Linked DNA regions of Sus scrofa: region 2 is linked to region 1. Evidence: chromatin contacts called from public HiChIP or PLAC-seq data. All regions are on one chromosome and are shown on one strand. Each heading gives the region's core, a stretch centred on a gene start, on an enhancer-like site or on the middle of the called end of the contact. The rest is flanking DNA. Distances are from core to core; before and after follow the strand shown. Region 1 holds the start of SLC2A12 (solute carrier family 2, facilitated glucose transporter member 12). Region 2 holds the start of TBPL1 (TATA box-binding protein-like protein 1).

Region 1 (6,848 bases), core at 1,257-3,756:
CTTGGTAGGAATATTTGTCGAATATTTCATTAAACCTCCAGCAACTTTGTAAGTGAGACTAAAACAAAATCCCAAGAGGAGAGGTGAAGGAACGCGTCAAAACAATAGAGCAAGTCTGAACTATGCTTTCATTATAATTTGTCTGTATAATTGTGTTTGGGTGTCAAGAATGTTTAAGACAATTTGGGAAAGTTTATGAACGTAATAAGAAAACATTTGTATTTGTTTAAATATATACTACATGTAGCCTATATCAAAGCCGTATTCACTTAGGATTTAAGAAAAGGATTTAGGTTACCTCGTCTACATAATAAAAGTTAATTAAAAAATTAAAAATTTGGATTTCTCTTGTGACACCATGGGTCAGGGATCCAGTGTTGTCACTGCAGTGGCTCTAGTCACTGCTGCTGTGCCCATTTGATCCCTGGCCTGGGAATTTCCAAATGCCACAGGTGCGGCCATAAAAATAAAAATGACATGTAAAAGAAAATTATGGTATTTATTCATTTATTTCCAACAACATAAACAGTTGCACTTTAAATTGAATTTCGTGTGTATATTCAAACTGTACAAGCACACATACATCTTCCCTTCCTTTGGGATCTTTGTGAACTTGGGCAATTTAACCTATTGAGAGTATTGTACTTTCAAAGCCATATCAAGACTGCATAGTCCATTTGTAATTGTTATTGTCGAGGCCTCTACAGGACAAAGTTTCTTTCATCTTCTTTGTGATATTTATCGTTGACTATATAGTTACCCCCCTTTTTTTTTCTTTTTAGGCTGCCCCTGCAGCATATGGAAGTTCCCAAGCTAGGGGTTGATTCGGAGCTGCATCCATTGGCCTACACCACAGCCACCGCGACGCCAGATCTGAGCTGCCTCTGCAAACTATGCCACTGCTTATGGCAACACCAGATCCTTAACCCTCTGAGCGAGGCTGCATCCTCAGGGATATAGTTGGATTTTTAACCCACTGAGCCACAACAGGAACTCCCTAACCCATTTGTTGATATCACCATCTCAGCTCGCCCTACAACTCAATCTTGTCGGAATTCAGAGAGAAGAACTTGGCCGCTCTTTCTCTTTACCTCCAGTGCCAGTTGCCTTTGTCTGCTCTTAGACTTAGGAACCAAAGATCGCACTTAGAGAGAAAGGCAAAGAAGAGAGGCCTGGGCCCACAGAAAGGTGACCCTAGATATTGATTCTTGATTAGAAGGTCGGAAGCGGAGGCAGGCTGAGTGGGGGGGGGGGCAGCTCGTGCCTCTCTGACAGGGGTCGTGGAGTCAATTCCAAGATCAGACAAACCCACGATGCAAACATAAATATACAGATCCTTCCCAAGGTGAAAGGTAAATCCCTTTTGTATCGTTTAGTGTTTTGGACCATTCATGAAATTCCAATATATGGCCTGGGACAGTATTACTGATTACAGGGAGCAGAGCGGAGGGAAGCAGTGGGAAGGAGACCTTATTTGTGTTTGATTTCATTTCGTGTTATGATGAGTTTCTATTGCTTTGATTACAAACGAACCGACTAGGGAGAGGCGACTAAAAGTGTGCCAGGTGTCTGTGAAAATTGTAAATGTGGAAGCCAAGAAAGGCAGTGGATTTAACAAAGAGAACAAATGAATTAAAACTTTTCCAAATTTCACCTCTGGAAGGAAGAGTATGACATAAACCTCAATCCGAAAGTCCAGTTTTAAAGAAAGCAGGCACAAGGAAGCAGAGATTTTAGGGTGTAAATAATGCTCACATTCATTACAAACAGATGCTGGGAACTTAAAAAGAAAGTTGTGTTTGATGATTATGTAACTAATAATTTTATGAAGCCTCCTTAAAATGTTTTTTTAAAAATGGTGGTTGTAAAGCCCAGTTGTTATGGATTATCTGTTTGGGACAATAACTGGAAAAGTGTGTGTATGTGTACATGGGTGCGTTTGCACGTGTAATTCTCTTGCCAAACAATTTCCCCAAATGAAAAAGATTTATACATCATGTGGTCAAAACGGAGGATGAGACCCGGCTGATGAGTAGCGAGACTTCAATCTTCACGTTAGAGCTCCTTGTCATTCCTCCCACCAGATCCTGTCCCCTCTTCTGCAGGCACCTAGCAAGCTCACGTGTACACACACACGCACACGCACGCATACACACACACACACACACACAGTGAGACACGCATCCAGCTGGCTCCTCTCGCGGTTCCCCGCGCCTGGCTGCCTCGCTTTACCTCTCGCCCAGGGAGGATGCCGGCCGCCGCTGGCTCTGTCGCTGCCATCAGTCTCGGCTGCTCGCCCCTTCGGTTTCAGCAGACTGGGGCCCTCTGCGTTTTCAACAGGTACCATGGTCACGTAGAAGTTACAGCCGTTCCCTCGGCACCAAACCACCCCGACTTCCCCCACTGACAGAAGCAGTCACTTTCCCCATGGTCGCATGCTAAAGAAAGGTGAAAGGAAAAAAAAAAAAAAAAAAAAAAAAAAAAAAAAAAAACTTCGGGCAAAGCCAATGTGATTTGTGACCAACTTTGTTTCTATTTCCGAAAGCTTTGCCCTTTTCGGTGACACAGGCTGTTGCTATTCCAAGCAGCCTATCACAGGCAGTGGGAGGGCCGAACCTCAGAGGATTGTTTTTGCCTTCAGATGCAGAGTTGGAAGCCGAGGGTTTCCAGGCTTGGGAACTGACAGCGTTTGGCCACTAGCTGGGGGGTAGTTAGCTCTTGTATTCCTGCACCTTTGAAAAGAGGCAGAGAAAAGAAACAGGCAGATGCAAACGGCAGGCTCAGTGCGAGGGCCCAGGAGACTCCCAGATGGTGTTAGTTAATCTTGCAGAGGCAGGAACAGTTTCTGCAAAGACATTCCAGAAGGGAGAGTGTGTCAAATTTTCAGCCAAGAGTGTTATGCCCAGAGAGTCGTGGCACGTCTGACACTTCACAGCTTCAACAAAGCACGAAACAGTATCTTTGTTTCAACCTGATTTTGCCCTAGGTGAATGCCTCCTTCACTCTCTCTCTCCAAGACCTGTCAAACAAATCAAGGCCTGAGACGGAGAGTATGGAAACTCAGAATGTACAGATTGTTGGGACTTTTTTGTAGCCTGCTGTTACAGCAAAGTAATCCAGTTTATTTATGCATAGTTGTCTTTAAGGGAGGAACTATCCCAGAGTCTTCTGTTGCTTGTGTGATAGCCTTCTAGTAGGAGGAGGAGGGTATGTCCAACTCAGAGAGACCAGACTAAATGGGTCTTTGTGTGGGTGTGGCATCATCCCATCGTCATCCAATCGGAAACAAAATCAGGGCTGGAGAAGAAGAATATATCTTCCCCCCTGATTTGTGACTATATTTATAGAAAAGTCCTTATAGCGTTATGACATTTTACCTTCAGTTATATATTTAGCAAATCATATTTATTGAAAAAAGAAGAGAAATTGGGATCCTTTTAGAAAAGCTTAAAGAGTGAAAACCAAAATTTATGGAGCACTAATTATGTGCCAGAAATTATGCTAAGGGCATTAACTCAAATGATTCTTTTGAAAAAAAAACCTAAAACAAAACAAAACGACAACTTGTGAGGCAGGTACCCATGTTACAGAGCAGAAAATAGAGGCTAAGTGACTTATCTCTAACATCACAACTAGTCAGGCAGGGAGCTGAGACCACGAAGCCACGTGGTCTAATGCAGTAATTCTCCCATAGCCTAACTCTCCCAGCCTTGTCCTTCTCTGATTTTCTCTGTTTCCTTCCCTGCCACCCGTTCTTGACCTAAAGAAGATGCCATGAGATACAGCTTTGCGTTCTAGTCATTCCTCTGGACAGAGAAACGAGCTTGTGCTAGTATGGGCAGAAGGTGAACCAGGCAGAACTCACTTCCTGCATTTCGTGCTGGATCCTAACACGGCTCTCAGTTAACTCATCATTTGTACATTTCCTTTGCTCATCATTAGATGTTTCTGTACCTTTCTTATCCCTCAGATAATAAAATAGCAAACGGAAACAAACCTGAACATTTCAACTAGTATTTATGATGCACCTGCCACATGTTTACAGCTTGTGCTGGAAAATAGAAGTTCTCTCTCTCTCTTTTTTTTGACATAATGGAAGTTTCCAGGCTAGGGGTGGAAGGTGAGCTGCAGCCGCCCGCTTACACTACAGCCACAGCAATGCCAGATTCAAGCCTCGTCTGTGACCTACATCACAGCTCACGGCAACGCTGGATCCTTAACCAACTGAGCGAGTCCTCATGGATTCTAGTTGGGTTTGTTTCTGCTGAGCCACAACAGGAGCTCTGGGAAATGGACGTTCTTTAAGCATCGCCCAGCCCCTTTCTGATTACATACAAGGTGAATGAAATCCTACAGATCAGCTTGTTCCCACTAAAGCATGTGGGCTACAATGATGCTTTGGTTTTTCTTTGTTCTCAGAATGTGTTATCATTGTAGGAGCAACAGTTTTATCCCTGAGACACACTCATTTCTCTCGGGCTCTCTGTATTCTCTTGGCTTCTTTTGGCTCAAAATCCGCACCTCATGGGGGGCCATGTTCTTGCCATGGATCTGCTGTATCAGTGCTTTGTTTGATGATCTCAGGCTCTGTGTCTCCAGCAGCTTCTTGGCACCACGGACATGTTGGGGTATTTGCTTGTAGTCTTTGACCAGACAAGATAAACCTAATTCCAGAATTCCTTACTATGGTGAAGACCCATTCAGCTATTTGCACATTGCTTTCTGTAGTGAACCACACAGAAACTCCTAGGGCATAAACCAATGAGAAATCTGAAGGAATAAGCACACAACGTGATTGCCTACATGGCTCCTGGTTCACCTCATTCTGCCCTCAGTCCATTGTTGATCTGATGTAGGCCACTGGCTCTCCCAGTCTCTGTTCTGTGCTCCTTTACTCTCTTAACTCGTAGAACAGTTAAGGAGAAAAATTCTTTTTGTCCAGGGTAGAGGGAGATATTCTCCGCCTGAATTTCCTGGAAAACCCCATACTTCTTCACAGTATTTGCACACATATAATGTTGCAGTTTTATTATATTTACACTCAGTGATTTGTTTAAATTTGCCTTTTCTACTAGATAGCAAGCTGCATGAGAGAGCAGACCATATCTGTTTATGGCATTCCAAGTGCTGGGCCCAGAGTGAACAGTCAGTAAATATTTGCTGGCTACCAGCTAGCAGACTAATCCTGTTCTTCCAGCTAACTTTTTCTTTTCTTTTTTTCTTTTTTCTTTCTTTTTTTTTGTTTTTTGTTTTTTGTTTGCTTTTTAGTGTTGCACCCATGGCGCATATGGAAGTTCCCAGGTTAGGGGTTACATTGGAGCTGCAGCTGCCAGCCTACGCCACAGCCACAGTAACACGGGATCTAAGCTGCGTCTGGGACCTACACTACATCTCACAGCAACACTGGATCTTTAACCCACTGAGTGAGAGAGACCAGGGATTGAACTTGAGTCCTCGTGGATACTAGTTGGTTTCGTTATCACTGAGCCACAATGGAAATTCCCAATCCAGCTAACTTTAGCCTGACTAGAGTGTAAGCTCCACAAGGGCAGACACCTGTGTCTGTCCCAGGTACTAGTCCATCTCTGCGTCCCCAGCTCCCAGCACAGTGCCAGGCATACAGCAGACCCTCGATAAATAAGTGTCAATTAAACGAGGGCTTCCAAATGGAGAGTGAGCTGGATAACTATGTAGGTTTTTTTTTTTTTTTTAATTCATTTGATGATTGTCTATAACACTTTGTCCTTTCTCTCTCCTTTCTGTTACCCTCTTTAGAGTAAGTATCGCCGCAGGTTGTCCCCTCCTTAAGGAGTCGGAGCTACTACTGTCGTTAAAAGTTGTTTCTCCACTTAAGGCACATCTAAACTGTCAGCAGACAGTCTTTTCTCCATAACCCTGATACTTTTGCTACATTTCATTTCAGACCACCTGCTCGTAGGCAATGTCATCAAATCCAAAAAAAAGGTATTATGGCAAGACAAATAAGGGGGGTGTGTGTGAAAGAGATGGCCAGCAGTATTGCAAGGCTGTGGACCATCTACTTTGTATAAACTAGACCTACTTTTTTTTTTTTTTTTTTTTTTTGGTGATTTGTCTTAAATTCACAACGATTAGGTGAAGTAAACCCTCTTCCTTCCATTTTGCAGAAATTGAAGCAGAGAAGTTTATGAAACATGTCCCAGATCAAAAAACACTTTCCAGTGTTTCATTCTGAAAACGTTCAATCATACAGGAAAACCCAGATTCTATAATCCACATTTTTGCTATGCTTGCTCTTTCACCAATGTATCTGTGTGTCAATCCCGCTGTCCACCCATTGATCCATCTTAGTTTCTATGCCCTTCAAATAAGTTGAAATAATTTGGTATGTGTATCATTAACTCGAGTTCAGTACTTGTTTAGGTTCTTTTTTTTTTTTCTTTGAGATATTTGACCTACAAATCCTAAGGATAGCCTTATATAAATTCAGAAAAAATATACAGACACTTCAAATCTGTACTAAGTTTCAGAACACGACCAGCATCCTAGAAAGTTCCTTTATGTCTCATCTGAGTAAATTTCCAGATTACTCAGAGGTCTGAGTACAACCTCTAGAAACAATCAATGTTCGCATTTTCTTCCACATGGGTTACTTTTCCCTGTTCTAGCTCTTCATAGAATGGACTCATAGAATATGCACTCTTACGTGAGGCTTCTTTCACTGAGATTAATTTTGAGATTCATCCATAGGTTTATATGTATGAGTAGTTTATTCTGCTTATTGCTGACTAGTATTCCATGGATAAATAGACCACGGTTTATTTATCTATTTCCCTGCTAATGGGCACCTGGGCTGTTTTGTTTGGGCT
Region 2 (6,848 bases), core at 2,809-5,308, 100 kb before region 1:
GAGGCAAAAAGAGTGAATTTGCAACGAAGAGCCATAACTCAATTACAGTACAGATACTATATAGTTGCCCTCGCTTAGCTCAGAAACCCCCTGCTCTATTGATCACTGCGGCTCTTGCACCTCCCATTGGGACCCACATTAGATTGGAGGTAAGTAAAGAGTAGAAGTAGTTTCTCCACATGGGAAGCAAGAGTACTCTTCCCAAAGAAGAAAGGAGTTCCAGGTGGACAAAACAACAAATGTTCCCTTCACATCAGCTTTGGCTATTCAGTGCATGCATGCGCCCCCGCCCCCCCCCACAACGCACAATTTTCTCCGTATCTATAGTTTCTGTTAACATAAAGCAATGATCCCATATGCAATTGAAAATGTACTCAATCCGTACCCAGATGAAAATTCAAAATCATATCCCACCCAAATTCTATGTCTTTTATATAGTCAGTCTCGATCAAGTCCAGATGTAGCTAAGTGATGAATAACAAATTTTCCCCCAATGCACAAATACACAGTAAAGGAGTGGGGGATGGGATAACCAAAATGATGAGAAACGGCAAAAAGGAGACGCCAAATGCATGTAACCACACCATGTCAGCCAAGAGTAATAAGGGTAAGTAAGAAGGACCTCGCTTCTCCAGCAGAGAACTGAGATTTTTGGTCCGCCAATAAAGTGCCAAGATTTCCTTTGTCTCTTATCCTTAAAGACCCTGCCTTAGAGGAGTAGTAAGAAGGAATCTCCTGGGACTGGCTCAGCAATCAAATTCATCTTTCTACAGATATGAAGACCAGGACATCATCTTTGAGACGGACACCAGTGGATGCCTTTTGCCAGGCTGAGGACTTTCTGGCAATACCTTAAAGCTCATTTGGATACCAATCAATGTCATTTGGGGGAAACCCATTAGCTTGTTATCAGAAATCTCACTGAGACATAAGCTTTGAATACAGACTTTGCCCTTCCTGCTTCTATCTCTTGGAAACTGGCCTGGCAACTTTATCACTCTCCCTAGATCTTAGCTCACTATCTTTGTCCTATATAGACTCTATCTGAGGACAGAGGGAGGGAACAGCTGGGGTCATAAAGCCAGGTCATAGAATCAGACTCTCTCCTTTGAGCTGCATACAACTCACCTGCCATAATGGGAGGAATTACTTTTTCAATTCGTAAGAGTGCACAGCAGGAGATATTTGAGAAGAATCCTGGGAACTGAGAATCCCTGACTCTACTGCTCTATTGGGAGACTGCATTCCTAGTTAGTGTTAACTTTACCTGGGGCAGGTGGTTTTCTCAATTGGCAGAGTAGATATTATCTGATCCCTACCAGTATAGGGATAACAAACCACTGGCAGAAAGCACTCCTCGTAGTGATGCTGTTTAAGTACCGCCCCGCTGCCTGTCTCTTCAGAAGGGCCATGCCGAACCACAGTTTGTCTCTCTCAAAGCCCCAAGCGAAGCAAGCAGTAGTCAACTGCTTGATTTTTCCAATAGCCTAGTTTTTTTAACCAAGTTCATAAAGCTTGAGCCTCAGTGGGCATAACCTTAGTGAAGGACCAATTTTTTTTTTATTTTAGTTACCAAGCCAACACAGACAAATGCTTTCATAAATCAAAACTGCATGCTTAGATGTCACAGTAATGTCACAGTACTGCAAATTTCAAAATGTTCCTTTTGATTTATCTACCTATTTCATTGCTTATCAGTACAGCTTACACACTGGCTTTGGTCTGTACATCATATTTTAAGTAGTACTGATCTGATAAAGCTCACTATTTTCCCAACCTAAGTATCAATTTCTATATTAATCAAAAGTCTTGGTTCAGAACATACACTGTATATTCTAACCTTACCTCACACCCGAATAATATCATATCCTTACCTGGATCTTGAATAATGGAGCACATTAGAAGGCCTGTGAAGCCCATGGGCTTTACCTCATTGTCTTACTTCTTTCACCTCGAAATGAATTCCTTCGTCAGAGGAACAGTGTTTGAGCTAATGGGACAGTATACAAACATTCAATAAGCCTATGGAGAATCACGCCTGCAGTAAAATCAAACCCAGGTCCAGAATGGGGAAAGATAGTAATGAGACAAACTATTGACTGATCTGTGACAAATGGGGAGTCCAAAGTAACTGACATGCTTGATACCAGGCCTCCTGCAGGAGGGGCTTCACAAAGACCTTAGTCATCATTGAGCAAAAGTGACTTTTCACTAGTGGCAGTAAGCATTGGAACAGAGTCTTCCCCCTGCCATTTCCTTGGTAAGTCAGACCATGTCACTCTACAGCTGAAAACTCTACATTTTCCCTAGCACTTGAAAGAAAATCCAAACTCCCTTCTACACGGTTCAATGCCTTCGTTTCTCTCCAACCTCATCTCACGTCCTCTTGCCCTTGTTCTGATAGTGATGCCCCATTCACGCTTGTATTCCAGCACAGCAAACTCAGCCTAGCCTGTTCCCTCTGCTTGGAACACTATGTGCATCCCTTCTACTCCCATCCCTCTCAGCTAACACGTGAAATGTTACTCCTGAAAGTGATCGGCCCCTACCACACTGACATTACTTTCTAACCCAGTCTCTTGTTCATTTTCTTCATTACACCTAATAAAGGCTACAATAATTTAATATTAATTAGTACAGAAATTGAAAGAAAATGGAAATTCCGTAACTCTACAGTGCTTTTAAAAGCTCAGATATTTACTGAACACTGAGTGGGAAGCAAAAGAGCTAAAGTTATCCTTGAAGATCATATAAGTAGACCTTAGGTAGATCTTTTGGTTAAGTGAAATAACAAATTGTTGTCTACTCCCAAATCCCCCAGAAATCGACCCAGGTCTTCTCTTTCAAAAGGGCTGTGGTGTTACCATTTTTCACGCTCAATTCAGATTCACACCAAACAGAGACCAGGTACACCTGAGCCCGCTTCACGGCCTTTTATAAAATCAGAACTGCCCATTAGTCTCATCTAGGGCCAGAGGCTTCTTCTGACTGCAGGCCAGCTATGGAGCATAGGCCTGCGCCGGCCTAGGAAGGCAGCTGCGGGGGCTCGGGGTTCCAAGCTGCCTGGAGCTCCGGGGGCCGTTACTTCGGTCTCGCTCCCGCAGGCAGTGCCTTTCAAGTCACCCCCCGAAGGGCCCCGAGGGCCCCAGCTTGGCGGTTCAAACTAGCGACTGCACGCCCCTCGGGGTTCGCCCGGATCATTCCAAGGCTACTTCGGCGCAGAGCCGAGAAGGGTCTCACTCCCAGGCGGCCAGCTTCCTCGTGAGCCGAGCCGCCGCGACTCCTGCGCAGCATCTCAGTCCCAGCCTGCAGCTGCCCTCTGCCACCTCCCATCCTTCTTGGATCCGGCTACGGGTAAAAGCCTCTGAAGTGCCTCCCCGCTCCCAAGGCAGAGTCTTGACTGCAAAGCCCGAGTAAGGAATATCATAGGGACAGGCGACAGAAGTGTGACCTAAACTCCCTGCGTTATCTATCTATCTATATCCATCCATTCTATCAGTCCATCCGTATATCCACCCTTTCACATCCCAACGCTAAGATTATAATTCCGTAATGAGAGCGTGATCGCGGTGCCGGAAACGCGTTTAACTGAAAAAGCTAAGTAGGACCCTTTTCAGATAAGACAGTATCTTTGCTAGAAATAATAAGACAGATTTAGTTGCTAAGGTCTAGCTTCGCTAACAATGTTGAACGGTGGACCTTTTCTAGAAATTGAATGAGCTAACGAGAAAGTTCTAAGGTTTTGGCCAAAAAAAAAAAAATCGTTCATATTACACTGTACGCCAGAAATCACGTACTCATGTTTACCTACCAGCTAAAAATGTACAAGGGATACATAGTTCTTCGGAAATCTTTTAAGCAGTTCTCAAGCAAAAAAAGAAAAAGTCTAGCCTAATCACACCTTCCCCCTCATTACCCTACTTCGCCAAGCTCGTAGGCAGGCGGAGTCAGATCTGGGCACCAGGAAGGAGGAAGGGAAAGTGGGGGAAGGGGCGGGGGGGAAAGTGCTGGGAGCAGTGAAAGCCGGAAGTGAGCGGCTAGCGAGGCATCTAGGGGCGCCCTGTCCGGCGGCGCTCTAGCCTCCGCGCGGTGTCTCTATGCTCCCCCGCGTCTAGTCTATTTATTGTCGCGGGGAAGCGGCGGCCGCCCCGTACCCGGAACAACAAAGCGAGAAAGACGGAGCCCGAGCCTTGGGGGCTCCTAGCAACGGGCCGGGGCGGGAGTTCCATGGAGACTGGGGAGCGCGCCCGCCTCATCATCATCCTTGTCCTCCAGCTTATCCTTCGCGTCCGCCGAAACCGGCAGCAGCGCTGCCGCCGCGTCCTCTGCCGCCGCCCGCTCTTCCCACGGTAACCCAGTCGGCGACTCTGGGCGGGGGGAGCGCGGGCGACCGGGCGGCCTGAGTGCCGGTTGCGGGGCGGGTGTGTGCGGAACCGGAGGCAGTGCTGCGGGTGGGGTGTGCGGGGGCGGATGCCTGGAGGAGAGGAGCTCAGATGCGGGAAATCAGTCTGGGGTACGAGGGAGGCTCCAGTACTTAGGAAGACAGGGTGATATTTGGGGATCTCATCAGGGATAACGGGGTGGGGGTGGGGCGTCACTGCCTAGGAGCGTTATCCAGCGGAGTAGAGGATAAGAAAAGAGGGGTTTTGTTTTTCCTCTTAAGCCACCACTGGGAAAGATAGGAGAAGGGAGATTCCCCATCTGTGGAGCCCTCACCCAGGAGCACAGAAATCGGGCAAAGATGCTAGGGGTCCGTTGCTTCCCAGAAAACTTCCAGCGGCCTCTCCCGCGGCGGGAAGGCTCCCAAATTACATCTTTGTCGGTTCCTGGTTTTGGCAATGCAACAGCCCCGTTTAATTTTATTATTATTGTTATTATTAGTGGTAGTATTAACCAAAATTAGGCTTGATGAAGAAGGATCCGGAACTGAGCAAGGTAAAATGAAGAGTAGGTAGGGCTAAGCAGGGTTGAGAGTCGGGATTTAGCGCATAATGATTGCCAGTAAGAGCCCTAAAGTAAATTTAATTGGGAATGATGGTTTTTAAACTCCTTCTGCCGCGATGTGCATCTGCGGGCGCTGCCAGTGTTCTCGTTGCAATAGGATTCAGGCTGCAGCCAATCCACATCTGTGAGCTCTCTGACTGCATCTGTCACCTGCAGTTCCAAAGCAACACTGGCAGTTAACCAGCGTGGGCTTGTGTATATAGGGTTAAGAACAGTGCTTTAAAATTGGCTCAAGGAAAGAAAAGGAAACAAGCTTGGTGTGATTTTTTGTGTGAAGAAACAATGACAGATTCCCTGGGGAAATTGAAAAAGAGAAATATGAGAAGGTTCAGCTATTCTAGCATAATCTGCAGTCTCTTTGCAAGTTTGAGAATATGGTAGTTCATTCAAATACAGAAAGGACTTTTATCAGTATGTGATTTAAAGAATTATTCACAGTTGATATGTCTGGTTAAATACTCACCAGTTTATGCTATCTCTTTCAGCCTTGCATCTCTAACTACTTAATGGTTTTTATGCTTTCCAAAACCATTCTAGGTCAGTAAATGAGGTTTTCCTGTGGCATAATGAAGTGGCCATTTATACATACTACAGTAATGCCATTTTTGTATCCAGTGGGAACAAAGCTTTCTATATAAAGTGTATATAAAGTTGAAGATTAAAGATGAACATAAAATTGATAAATCACGGGGGTTATGTCAACCATAGTTTCCGCTTGTCCCTTACCTTTTCCCCTAAGCCTGGTTTGTCTTAAACAAAAAGCTTTCATTTCCCCAGCCCCCACTTTTTGTGCTCTGCCCTCAAAATCAGTCTCAGAAACAGAAATGATGTGTTGCTTTGTGCTCTTGATTGGTTGATGCCAGAACAGAGTTTTGACTCGGGCATTTTCACAGAATTGAGGTTGAGCATCTCTTGTTAAAGGAATGTCACATATGTGCAAAAGAGTGTGGGCAGTTCCTTTAACAAAGAGTGGAAGTATAAGCATTGGGAAACTTAGAATTTCATTTTGAGCTCTTAAAAGAAAAACCTAATGGTGTCATCTTTAGGTTAATGAGTCAAGGACTTTTGCTTAATCTCTTCATGTAGCTGTACCTCTGTGAAGGTGGTGCTGGAAACGACCACACTTGAGGCTGTTGAATCCCAGGATTTTCATAGTGAATATGAGACTTAGTGAGTTCCTTACCTCTTAGGGCTGCCATCACACTCACTTCACCTAGATCTGATTTGCGGTTTCCTCTTCCCTTACCCCTTCTGTGTTTCGCCCTTTCACCTTTATTAACCATCGGATCACTTCTTTCCCTGATCTCTGCTCCAACACTCCCAACATTTTGTGTAGTCTTAATTCCTCTCCTTAACCACATCCCAATCAAAAATGACTTTTTTATGCTATTTGTATTATTTCTGTTTCTTAGGGAGTTTTCAACATAATGTCCTTGGCCTGCATATTGTTTTCATTAATGTTACTTTGTCTGTTGCATTTTATTTCTCTGTCTTCTGCGTTTTTTTTTTTTCCCTTTATTTGGAGAATGGAGTGGTCATGTCAGATGTTCTGTATTCATTCTGAATAACTGTTGGTTAAACAGTACAACAGGTAAGAGCTTTATGCCAAGAATCAAGTCTGTATTGAAATAAAACCTATACAAATATTTGAACTTTTAGAAATACAAGGTGTTTCAGAAGTCTAAGTGGTAACACTGTATTTGGAGATGCAGTGAGTTTTTTAGAGTAAGAGTACTGTAGAGCCTACTTTGTGTTTTTAATTGAACCTTAGATTTTCATACTTTGTATTCTAAAAACCTTTTCATAACATCCATCTTTTCTTATCATTTTGCATCTGACTATTT

What was found. HiChIP or PLAC-seq counts read pairs in DNA pulled down with a chosen protein or histone mark.
Region 2: an H3K27ac HiChIP or PLAC-seq map of alveolar macrophages shows a contact between it and region 1. The contact joins the promoter of TBPL1 here to the promoter of SLC2A12 in region 1. A contact is called at or near these places in 14 of 47 Hi-C or Micro-C datasets (adipocytes, embryonic fibroblasts, fetal heart ventricle and 8 more) and 2 of 2 datasets of contacts at active chromatin or transcription factors (alveolar macrophages and skeletal muscle).

Annotation. Positions count from the first base shown.
Region 1 is chr1:29,831,659-29,838,506 of Sscrofa11.1, reverse strand. It overlaps SLC2A12 (solute carrier family 2, facilitated glucose transporter member 12), which reads right to left and starts at 2,506. Exons shown (of 5, transcript XM_003121191.6): 1 at 2,233-2,506. The coding sequence starts at 2,347.
Region 2 is chr1:29,933,983-29,940,830 of Sscrofa11.1, reverse strand. It overlaps TBPL1 (TATA box-binding protein-like protein 1), which reads left to right and starts at 4,058. Exons shown (of 7, transcript XM_003121192.5): 1 at 4,058-4,349.